Linked DNA regions of Mus musculus: region 1 is linked to region 2. A link is a contact called in public promoter capture Hi-C data. All regions are on one chromosome and are shown on one strand. Each heading gives the region's core, a stretch centred on a gene start, on an enhancer-like site or on the middle of the called end of the contact. The rest is flanking DNA. Distances are from core to core; before and after follow the strand shown.

Region 1 (4,966 bases), core at 94-2,593, 82 kb before region 2:
TTGGCCATATATGCCTTTCTGGTGGTTTGCAAGGTACATCTTCAAGTTTGCAAAGAGACCTTGTTTTGTTGTTTTTCTTTTCTCTCTCTCTCTCTCTTTAGATGAGTGATATTATAAGGTGATTCGGGCATAACTTGAATGGAATTTCAGTCTCATAAGGTAAATTCTGAAGCCACCAGGGCTACACAACAGGCTTAGGACACATCCTTTCCCTATAAATGGCTTTCAGGTGAGATTACTAGGAAATTGCAGGTTTATAGCTATGAAGGGAGAAGGGCTCTAAGCAGTTGTTAATAGTGCTGCAATTCTTGTATCTCTGAGGGGAAGAGGCATCAACATGATTTCTGAGTAAGGGGCTCTGCTCTGCTCTGAGTGTCTCTGTCTTGCCTCAGTTTAGTAATCATTTCCGCTTCTTACACTGGGTGGGACTGGAAAGTTGTGAGTAACATTGGCAGACAGAGGTTTGAGTTCCCAAGTTCTCCCTCCTCCTGCTGAACTCTGCTGGTTGCTTCTGACACACTTCAGACAACATCTATTGGCTGGGGCTTTAGCCAATTCAGGCTACATAAAGACAGTGGTGTCTAGGGGAAGTGAGAACCTACTGGCCCCACAGACCACAAAGCTAAGTGTGACTAGCACTGGGTTCTGCTGTGCAATGAAGGGAGGCATCTATAGTGAATGCAGTGTGACGGACAAGTGATTCTTGACTGGCTTTGTTACCACAGTTGTTAGGGTCAGAGCCTGGCCCCACCGTGGCTCAGCCACCCACCTCCAGAGGCCAGTTAAAACACTCATACACAGCATAGTTAAAGACAGAAAAAGGAAATTTATTATATGTAGCCACAACTGAATGGAAAGAGGAACAAAGGTATACTAACCATCCCTCAAATTCATCTTCAGCTTCCTGGCTTGAGTTTTTGTATAGTGTGTGTGTGTGTGTGTGTCTGTCTGTCTGTCTGTCTGTCTGTGTGCGTGTGTGTGTGTGTGTGTGTGTGTGTGTGTGTGCGTGCACTTGTCCATGTGCACTTGCAGTCCAGAAGGTACTTGGTATGGAATATCTTTCTCCACCACCTCCACTTTATTCTTTGAGATGGGGTCTTTCACTGAAGCTGGAGGTCCCTAAGTCACTAGCCAGGCTTCAGGAATCTGTCTGTCTCCACTTAACACCTGGAGTCTAAGATCTCGCCACACACCTAGGCTTTTGTTTTGTTTTGTTTTGTTTTATGTGGGTTCTGAGGAACTGAACTTAGGTTCTCATGGTTGGGTGGCAACCACGTCACTGACTGAGCCAGCTTGCCAGCTCAGGCTTAGACTTAAATGGAAGACAAGGGTGTGCATGACTAAGCACACTGGCCAAGGTGTGGTCATGCTCATCACTGCTTGGCTCCAGTGAAGTGAACTGGCGTGATTAGCTGTCAGGACTGTGTGAAGTAAATACCCATCTGAGAGACAAGCGCCTCCTGTGGTTGGCACTGTGCCCAGGTTTTTTCTTCTCGCAGGATCAAATTCCCTGGAAAATTCCAAATTTCTTGAAACTACTGTTTTCAATAGTATGATGGGAAGGCACCCAAGTATCTTTAAAACATTTTCAGTCCTGCTAGGATGGCTTGAACCTAGGCAAAACAGCCAGAGCAGGCAAAATGGCAAAGGACTACGCTTCAACAGTCACTCCCCTAAACACAGTCCTGGGAGACCTGGATCTAGGAAGAAGCCATTCCAATTCTAACAATTGATTTTTACTAGGTTTAAAGTATTTCTAAACTTTTCGTTTGTGTGCTTGTTTTTGTTTTTGGTCTTTTTGAGACAAGGTTTCTCTGTGTATTCCTGGCTGGCCTGGAATCTGTAGACCAGGCTGGCCTCTAACTCAGCGATCCACCTGCTTTTGCCTCTGAGTGCTGGGATTAGAGGCGTGCTCCACCACCACCACAACCATCGAGTATATTCTTAAGAATTCTGTCTCTGTCAAGGGAGTGAGAGACAGACATCCCTAATAGACACAGTGAAGGCGTTGAAAGTATGTGCAGCTGAATCATAGCAGAAAAATCCTGGATGCTAGGGAAAGATGTGGACACCAGCGAGAAGTAAGTTCCAAGTAAAAACTGATGCCCTGTTTATAAAGCCAGCTAAGCACATAATGACCCATTTTAAGCGCAAACAATAAATAAATGACAACCAATACTGCCATGTCTCACACTTATCTCTGAGAACCAATCCAGACATGGAATTCCAGTATAAGCACAAACTAAATTAATTCACAAGGAATACACGAGCATTGCGAATGCCTGCTTGAAGAAGTGTTACACACAGGAGCTAAAGCAGGGTAAAGTGTTTGCCTAAGAAGCCCCAGGCTCTGGAATCCGCAGCACTGTATAAACCTAGGCAAGGGAGCACACGTCTGTGATCTCAGCACCTAAGAAGTGGAGGCAGGAGGATCAGAAACCCAAGGTCTTCTTCATCTACAAATCAAGTTCCAGGCCAACCAAGGACATATAAGGCCCTGAAAGAAGGAAAGAAGAAGGAAGGAAGGAAGGAAGGAAGGAAGGAAGGAAGGAAGGAAGGAAGGAAGGAATAATAAAAGAAAAAGCAGCAGCCAGGACTGGCCATTCACAGAAGAGGAAGAAAGTCATCCATCGACCGACCCAGGAAAGAATGAAGTTTATGGCAGAAGAGATGTCAGCATATCTGTCTCACTATACCAGTGAGCCCCTAGGAGATGCACACAAGAAACATGGAATAGTATTTAACCCAGTTAGGAAAACTATCAACAGAATTACAGGAACCAGCAAATACTTCTCAATAGTAACATAACATAAAATGCTCTTAACTCTCAAAAGATGCAAACTACCTGATTGGATTAAAAAATAATTTCCAGGGACTGGAGAGGTGGCTCAGTGGTTAAGAACGCTTATGCTTTTGCTGAGGACCTGAGTTTGGTGATCTACCCACATGTAGTTCTCAACTACCCATGTCTCCAGTTGCAGGGGATCTTTTTCTGATCTCTCCGGGCTCCTGCACATACGTGATGCACAGACACACACTCAGGCGCATGTGCACACACACAGTTAAATAGTAAATATAATTTCCCTGCTATTTATTATATGCAAGAAACATGCCTCAATGGCAAAAGCACACATAGACTGAAATAATATTAGAAGTTGGAAACAGGTTCTGTGGTAGTTTGAATGAGAATAGACTCCATAGGTTCATGTTTGAATGCTTGGACCTGATTGGTAGAACTGTAAGAAAGATTAGGGAGTGTGGTTTTGTTGGAGGAGGTGTGGCCTTGGAGGAGGTGTGGCCTTGTTGGAGGAGGTGTGGCCTTGTTGGAGGAGGTGTGGCCTTGTTGGAGGAGGTGTGGCCTTGTTGAAGGAAGTGTGTCATTGCTCATGTGCTTTGAGGGCTCAAACGCTTAAGCCAGGCCCAGGCTCACTCTCTGCCTCTCTGAGTTTCTCTCTCCCTGTAGCCTGCAGATCAGGATGGAAAGCTCCTAGCTGGTGGTCCAGACTGTCTCTGTCTGTTTCCCACTATGATGGTCATGTAACCCTGTAAAACTGTGAGCGAGCCCTCAGTTAAATGCTTCCTTTTATAAGACATACCTTGGCCATGGTGTCTCTTCACACAGTAAAACAGTGACTAAGACAAATACTAACCATAGATTTCTCAGCACAAGGGAGGCCAAGGCAGGAGACATTCTCTGAACTGGAGACCAGCCTTGGATACAGAGTGACTTCCAAGCCAACCTGGACTACTGGTGAGATTCTGTATCAAGAAAACCCCGCAAATATTGGCGTGGTGACTTGTCACTGTATCCCAACACTCAGGAGGAGTTTCATGAGGATTGACATGATCTTGGTAAACCAGAAAAAAAAACCAACAACAAATAAGACCAGTTTTCCTGATGAACATAGATAAAAGAATTCTTAATAAGATACTTGCAAAATGAAATCAGCAAATAATTTTTTAAAAATCTTGCATCAAATTCATTTCACTCCAGATAGTCAGAGAATGTTTAGCATGTGCATGATAGTAAATTTAATTCAGCACATAAATAACAACCAGAGACCAAACTCACAGGATCACCTCAGTGGCTTAAAGAGATGGCCAAACAGAATTTAACATCCTTCATCATAAAAGCTCTGAAGAAACTAGGCAGAGAGGGAACATACCCCAGGATAATAATGACTAAATAGCACAAACCCTTAGCCAACATACTAAATAGGGAAAACTAGATGCATTTCCCCTAAAACTGGGAGCAGAGTAAAAGTATGTGCTCCAGGGCTGGGAAGTTGGCTCTGCAGGGAAAGGTGCTGGCCACACTGGCCTGTCAACCTGAGTTTGATCCACAGAACCCACATAAAGAGATGGATGCAGCAGCATACATCTGTAACACCATCCCTACCACGAGATGGGAGCTAGACGTGGGTGAATTGGCTGAAACTGTGAAAGCTGGCTCTCCTGCAGTGTGCATTCAGCACAGTGGTGGAAACAGCCAGAGACCTTGTCTCAGCAAGGTGCAAGGAGGGAACCTTCTCTTCAAAGTTGGCCTCTGAGCCAGGGCGGGTAGCACATACTTTCTTGCTAGGCAGGTGGATCTTTGTGTGTTCAAAGCCAGCCTGGTCCACACAGTCAGACCTAAGACAGGTTACACAGAGAAGCCCTTTCAAAAACAAACAAAACATTTGGGAAGGGGTTGATATTGTTGAATTGTTAGGCAAGGCAGAGCAGTCAAGGAAGAGGAGGACATGAGCCTGACACTGTGAGAAGTCAAATCCTCCATGCTTGAAACTGATAGGTTCCTGTACTTCAGAACTCTGCAGTCTCTACCAGAGGCTTACAGATGTAGCTTCCCTGCTGGAATTCTTGCCTAGCATGCACTAGGCCCTGGGATTGGTCCCTCACAGGCACTAGCTGGAGTGGCACAGGGCTTTATTCCAGAGCATGGGCTGTGGTAACATCAGTAGTTCAA
Region 2 (4,931 bases), core at 2,389-4,888:
TTTTAAGGAAGGGGTTCATTTTTACAAGTCCCCCCCCCCACTTATTTCAGAAACTGAAGAATCCCAGCTTTTCTGCTCGTTTAATTTATGAGCAGTTTGAAGACAACAGTCATAGACTTCTTTTCATTTATTTCATCTCCTTATGGTTAGATTGGGAATGAGGTTATATGACTTAATGTGTAATGTTTCTGTATCACAGGTGGGGTAACAAACAAATACATGCGGGAATTAGAGGTCAAGACATCATAGGGTATGTGTGTGCCATATGTGTATGTGTGCGTGCATATGTGTGCATGTGTTTGAGTGTGTGTGTGTAGAGATTGCTCAGTGGGTGAGAGCACTGAAAAGCCCTCCTGTTCAATTGTGAGAGCCAGTGTTTGCCTATAATTCCAGCTTCAACGGATCTAATTCTCTTCTGACTCTTTGGGCACTTACACATGGGGCATCAGTTATATAGACACACATCCATAAATAAAATAAAATAAAATCTTCAAGAAAAAGACAAGATTTTTAGCCAGGTATGAGGCTGCTTGTTTGTAATAAAAGCAGTTGGGAGGTGGAGGCAGGACACTGATGTGAGGTGAGGCCAGCCTGGGCTACGTAGCAAGACCCAGTCTAGCAAAGATTAGTTTGTTATGGGGAAGATGATATTAGTGTTACTGAGTAGATCACTTGGTAGACTAGACACAGTAGCCACTTGCTTACTTCCTATGAGAGCAGGGAATCTAAAATGAGACCCACTGAAGTTCAGCTAGTCGTCTGACTAAAAGTGCTAACCTGTCACTCTCTATCCCCTCCTGTCAGCAAATCCAATCAAATTATTTGAAATTCAAATCTTAAAACCAGGAAACTCAGAAATCAAAGACCTTTATCGGCATGAAGAACTGATGAAGCAGCTTAATTTATGTAGCTTACAGATAACTTTATATAAATAAAATGATTTCCAGTATTTAGTTTATCTGGGAGGCACTTTTGTTGTCTACCTTTGTTAAGTGAGGACAAATAAGTAGTATGTTATTGCTTCTCAGTCTGTAATCTATTGATTTTGATAGTTTTTCACGTGATGCAGCCTGTTTTGATATCTTGGTATTTAATATTTTTTTCTGATGGTTTGAAGTTTTTGTTGCCTTTCTGTAAGTATCATTTGCTCATTAACAGGACAATATATCTAGTGTGTGAGGGCAAGAGGATTTATCAGGGGCAACAGGAAGCGTAGGGGACTGCTGCTTTAACCCCGTGGTGTTTCTTATGGTGGGGAGTAGATACAATAACATGGAATTAACTGTGATGATCATACATCAGTGTGAACTACAACCCTCCCGAATCCCACTCTGAACCAATTAAAAGGTGAATTTGGTTTTTTGAGACAGGGTTTCTCTGTAGAACAGCCTGGCTGTCCTGGAACTCCCTTTGTAGACCAGGCTGGCCTCAAACTCTCAGAGATCCAGCTGCCTCTGCCTCCCGAGTGCTAGGATTAAAGGTGTGCACCAACGCGCATGGAAAAAGGTGGATATTTATTTCAGCAAAAGACATCGTGACTTTAAAAATTAAAGCACATAGCATACTGGATATTTCAGATCTTATCCTTGATTTATGGTGATGGGCATCATAGCTGAAACATGCCATTCTGGCACTAAAGTGCTCAAGCATTGGACCATTGATTCCCTGACAGAAGTTAAATCATCTGACACCAAAATGCATGCTTGTATCATGTGCTTTTAAGATGTTTGTCCTGTCCCCACAATAAGTGTGGCAAATAACATTAACATGGAGGCCGCACTGCCCGCTGTGTCTTTGCATTGACTATGGGACATGTAAAGGCACACGCTAGTCGCCAGGACATAGGTTACCGTGACATCGTCTTTGATACCAACATTATTTTGTCTTCATCTTATTTTCTCTCAACTTCTTCAGCTCTCTTTATTTTATATATTATGAACCTTTGTAAATTGCCTCCTATCTGATAGCTCAGGGCAAAATATAAAGATATACTAAGTGCAAAAGAATCTCATAATTACAAGGAAAAATGTAAATGTGAATTTGAGTAAGGTACCTAAATTAGCTTTGTACTAATATGTAATTAGGTGATTATTTTTATTTTTAATTTTTAAAAGATTTTTTAAAATTTTATGTATATGAGTACACTGTAGCTGTAAAGATGGTTGTGAGCCTTCATGTGGTTGTTAGGAATTAAATTTTTAGGACCTCTGCTTGCTCCTGTCAACTCTGCTCACTTAGTTCTTGCTTGCTCTGGCCCGAAGATTTATTATGCATAAGTACACTATAGCTTTCTTCAGACGCACCAGAAGAGGGTGTCAGCTCTCATTACGGGTGGTTGTGAGCCAGCATGTGGTTGCTGGGATTTGAACTCAGGACCTTTGGAAGAGCAATCAGTGCTCTTACTTGCTGAGCTATCTCGACAGCCCCAATCATTCTTTTTGTTTTGTTTTAATTAATTTATTTATTTTGTGTATCTGAGTACACTGTTGCTGTCTTCAGACACACCAGAAGAGGGCATCAAATCCCATTACAGATGGTTGTGAGCCACCATGTGGTTGCTGGGAATTGAACTCAGGACCTCTGGAAGAGCAGTCAGCGCTCTTCCAGCACTGAGCCATCTCTTCAGCCACCCCCTTCCCCCATCATTCTTATAGTTTCCAAATTTTTAACTTTTTTTAGAGTCAAGGAAACATGGTGGAAGTTGTATGCAGCAGAGGGGAGCCTAGAAGCCCGAGAAGACTTGCCTGCTAGAAGAATGACGTGCTCTTTGACTATTTGCTGAGTTACAGAATCAGGGGAGGAGGAAAATCGACACGTAGCAATGGGTCAATAAGAGGAGGACAAAGGGAAAGGCAGGGAGCTGCTTGTCATTCTTAATTGCATGCATCACTGCCTGTCTGGTGTGCATCCTATCTAAATCCCACTGTATGCAGCCAAGTAAAAGCTGTGCGTGGCGTTCTTTTTATCCCCCACAGCTGTGTGTGGATCACTTAGAAGGACATTGTTTTCATCTCATGAGAGACATCATTACATAATATTTTCAACATGACAGCCTTTATTATAAAATAATGTCTCCAAAGAAATTTTAATTTAGTTATCTATATGTAGTATATTCTCCTCAGATTCTCAGTAGTTCTCAAATAACCCTTTAACTAGCCACATCTTCTATTCATTTATTTTCCAGCCGCCAGGACAGTTTCGTGTATTTATTAGGTGCTTATTAATAATTAACCATGCTTCTGTAGCTTTGCATCATCGTTTTCCTCAGCAGACAGATGTGCTGCCCTGGTTCACTAAATGCAGGCGTTTGATATCATCTCCTGCAGGTTGCAGTGCCCCCTCTGCACTCCTTCACGGGGACTCTCTTACAGAGGTTCGTGTATGCTGCTGCATCTTGGACCTTTTCTGCTTTGTTACCTTGCACATGCCTTTGTCCTCATGATTCCAGGAAAAACCTTGCAGGCGTGGGTACTATTAAAATTTGCTTGCTGAATTCAGCTCTCTAGTGCTTTCCCAGCAGCGTTGTTTTAAAACATGTTTGTCCTGCTGCCTTTCCTGTGACCCTTCACTTTATTATTTAGCTTTGTGAAAACGGAGCCCTCCATTCTTACAACTCCCCCTGCGTCACTTCCGGTTCGGTGATCCCTCTCCAGCGTTCTGCTCCGCAGTGCTGGGCACTGTAATGTCCTTGGTTCCTGCCCCTTTCCTCCCAACTGCCCATTGAGCCTAGAGCCTCAAAGCTGCTTAAATTATTCTGCACTATGAACCTTTCATCTTGCCTTTCAGAGACCAGATCCCAACAATTGCCCCACACCGGTGATAGTTGAGCCCCTAACTTAGTCTGTGTTTTGATTTTCCTGTCCTATCCCCGACTTCGAAGTTCTTTCCAGTGGTTAGAGTGACTCTGAAAGGGCAATAAAGCCAGGCTCACCATTCTTAGTCAAGCATACCGTCTGGGAGCGGGAGTCTATCCAATCCATTTGTTGGGGCTTTCCTGGTCTTCTGTGATCTCTGCTTCCCTTTTCTACAGTTTCAACTTCCTCTATACCAGCCCCGCACTTTCTGGTATTATATTATATTATATTTATTTTTGTTGTTTTTAAAAACCCCAGGACTTCCCACGCGGAAGCCATGGCGTGTGTTCATCTCCTCATCCTGGCTTTGTCCTGGTCACAAGATTTGCCTTCCTTGCCATTCCTCCCTGTCCTTGTTATTCAGCATCATACTTAGACTGTAAACTTTATAAAGACAGACTCGTCTTGTGCCTGCTACAGGTCCAGCAGGGTCACATAGACAGTCAGTACTCACTAGCCAGGCATGATGGTGCATGCCTGTAGTCCCAGCACTCTGAAGGGCTGTGAGCGTTAGTCAAGTGGAAACTTAAGGGCTCTTTGGAAAGTTGGTTGGATGTGTTTTGCTGGGGCAAACTTGAGAAGGAACGTTTTGTTAAAGTGGACACAAGTGTGAAAGGCTAAGGCAGACTCATGAAGGAACATTTCGCTGAAGCAGACACAGGAGACAGGTAGTTCTGTGAAAGCAAGCCCATGAAAGGGCACGCGGTGAAGGATTCTTTGCTAATGACAGGCATGTATTGGTCTGCCTTACATTGCGTAGTTGAGTTCCAGTTGTTGGGACTGCAGACTCGGGCTGATTAGGCGCACAAGCTGAGGCAAGACATGTGGAGGATAAGTGATGTTTGGAGGGTATAAATAGGTCTCCACAGAGTGATGGAGACAGAGCTTGGCTTGCTGGTAAAGCTAGCTGTGCTACACTTGTGGGTCGCTCAGTCTTTGCTGATCTTTGTTTGCCAAAGAGAAGCACAGAGCTTCTGGCGTTCCTGTTGGTCCCTCCTGCTGACTTGAGCTGAGGCAGAGGCTGAGGCCTGGCTGGCTCTGCTAGGTCGTGTCACTGCTGTTGCTAACTCTGGTTAC

The links. Capture Hi-C pulls out chosen DNA fragments and counts their contacts.
Region 1: a contact with region 2 is called in a promoter capture Hi-C map of adipose tissue. The contact joins two enhancer-like sites. A contact is called at or near these places in 1 of 484 Hi-C or Micro-C datasets (macrophages), 4 of 115 datasets of contacts at active chromatin or transcription factors (double positive thymocytes, embryonic stem cells, intestinal crypt epithelium and 1 more) and 3 of 9 other capture datasets (adipose tissue, liver and pancreatic islet).

Annotation. Positions count from the first base shown.
Region 1 is chr2:60,168,383-60,173,348 of GRCm38.p6, reverse strand. It overlaps a transcript of Baz2b not described here. Among named protein-coding and RNA genes, the nearest start is that of Marchf7, 39 kb to the left of the region's middle. Within about 2 kb of position 1,343, at least 174 of the 459 cell types and tissues checked have an H3K27ac peak or open chromatin away from gene starts, as enhancers often do. A contact at or near this core is called in adipose tissue and pancreatic islet, where this site is marked.
Region 2 is chr2:60,088,413-60,093,343 of GRCm38.p6, reverse strand. All of the region lies in intron 1 of Baz2b (bromodomain adjacent to zinc finger domain, 2B), which reads left to right. Among named protein-coding and RNA genes, the nearest start is that of Gm13570, 7.9 kb to the left of the region's middle. Within about 2 kb of position 3,638, at least 62 of the 459 cell types and tissues checked have an H3K27ac peak or open chromatin away from gene starts, as enhancers often do. A contact at or near this core is called in adipose tissue and pancreatic islet, where this site is marked.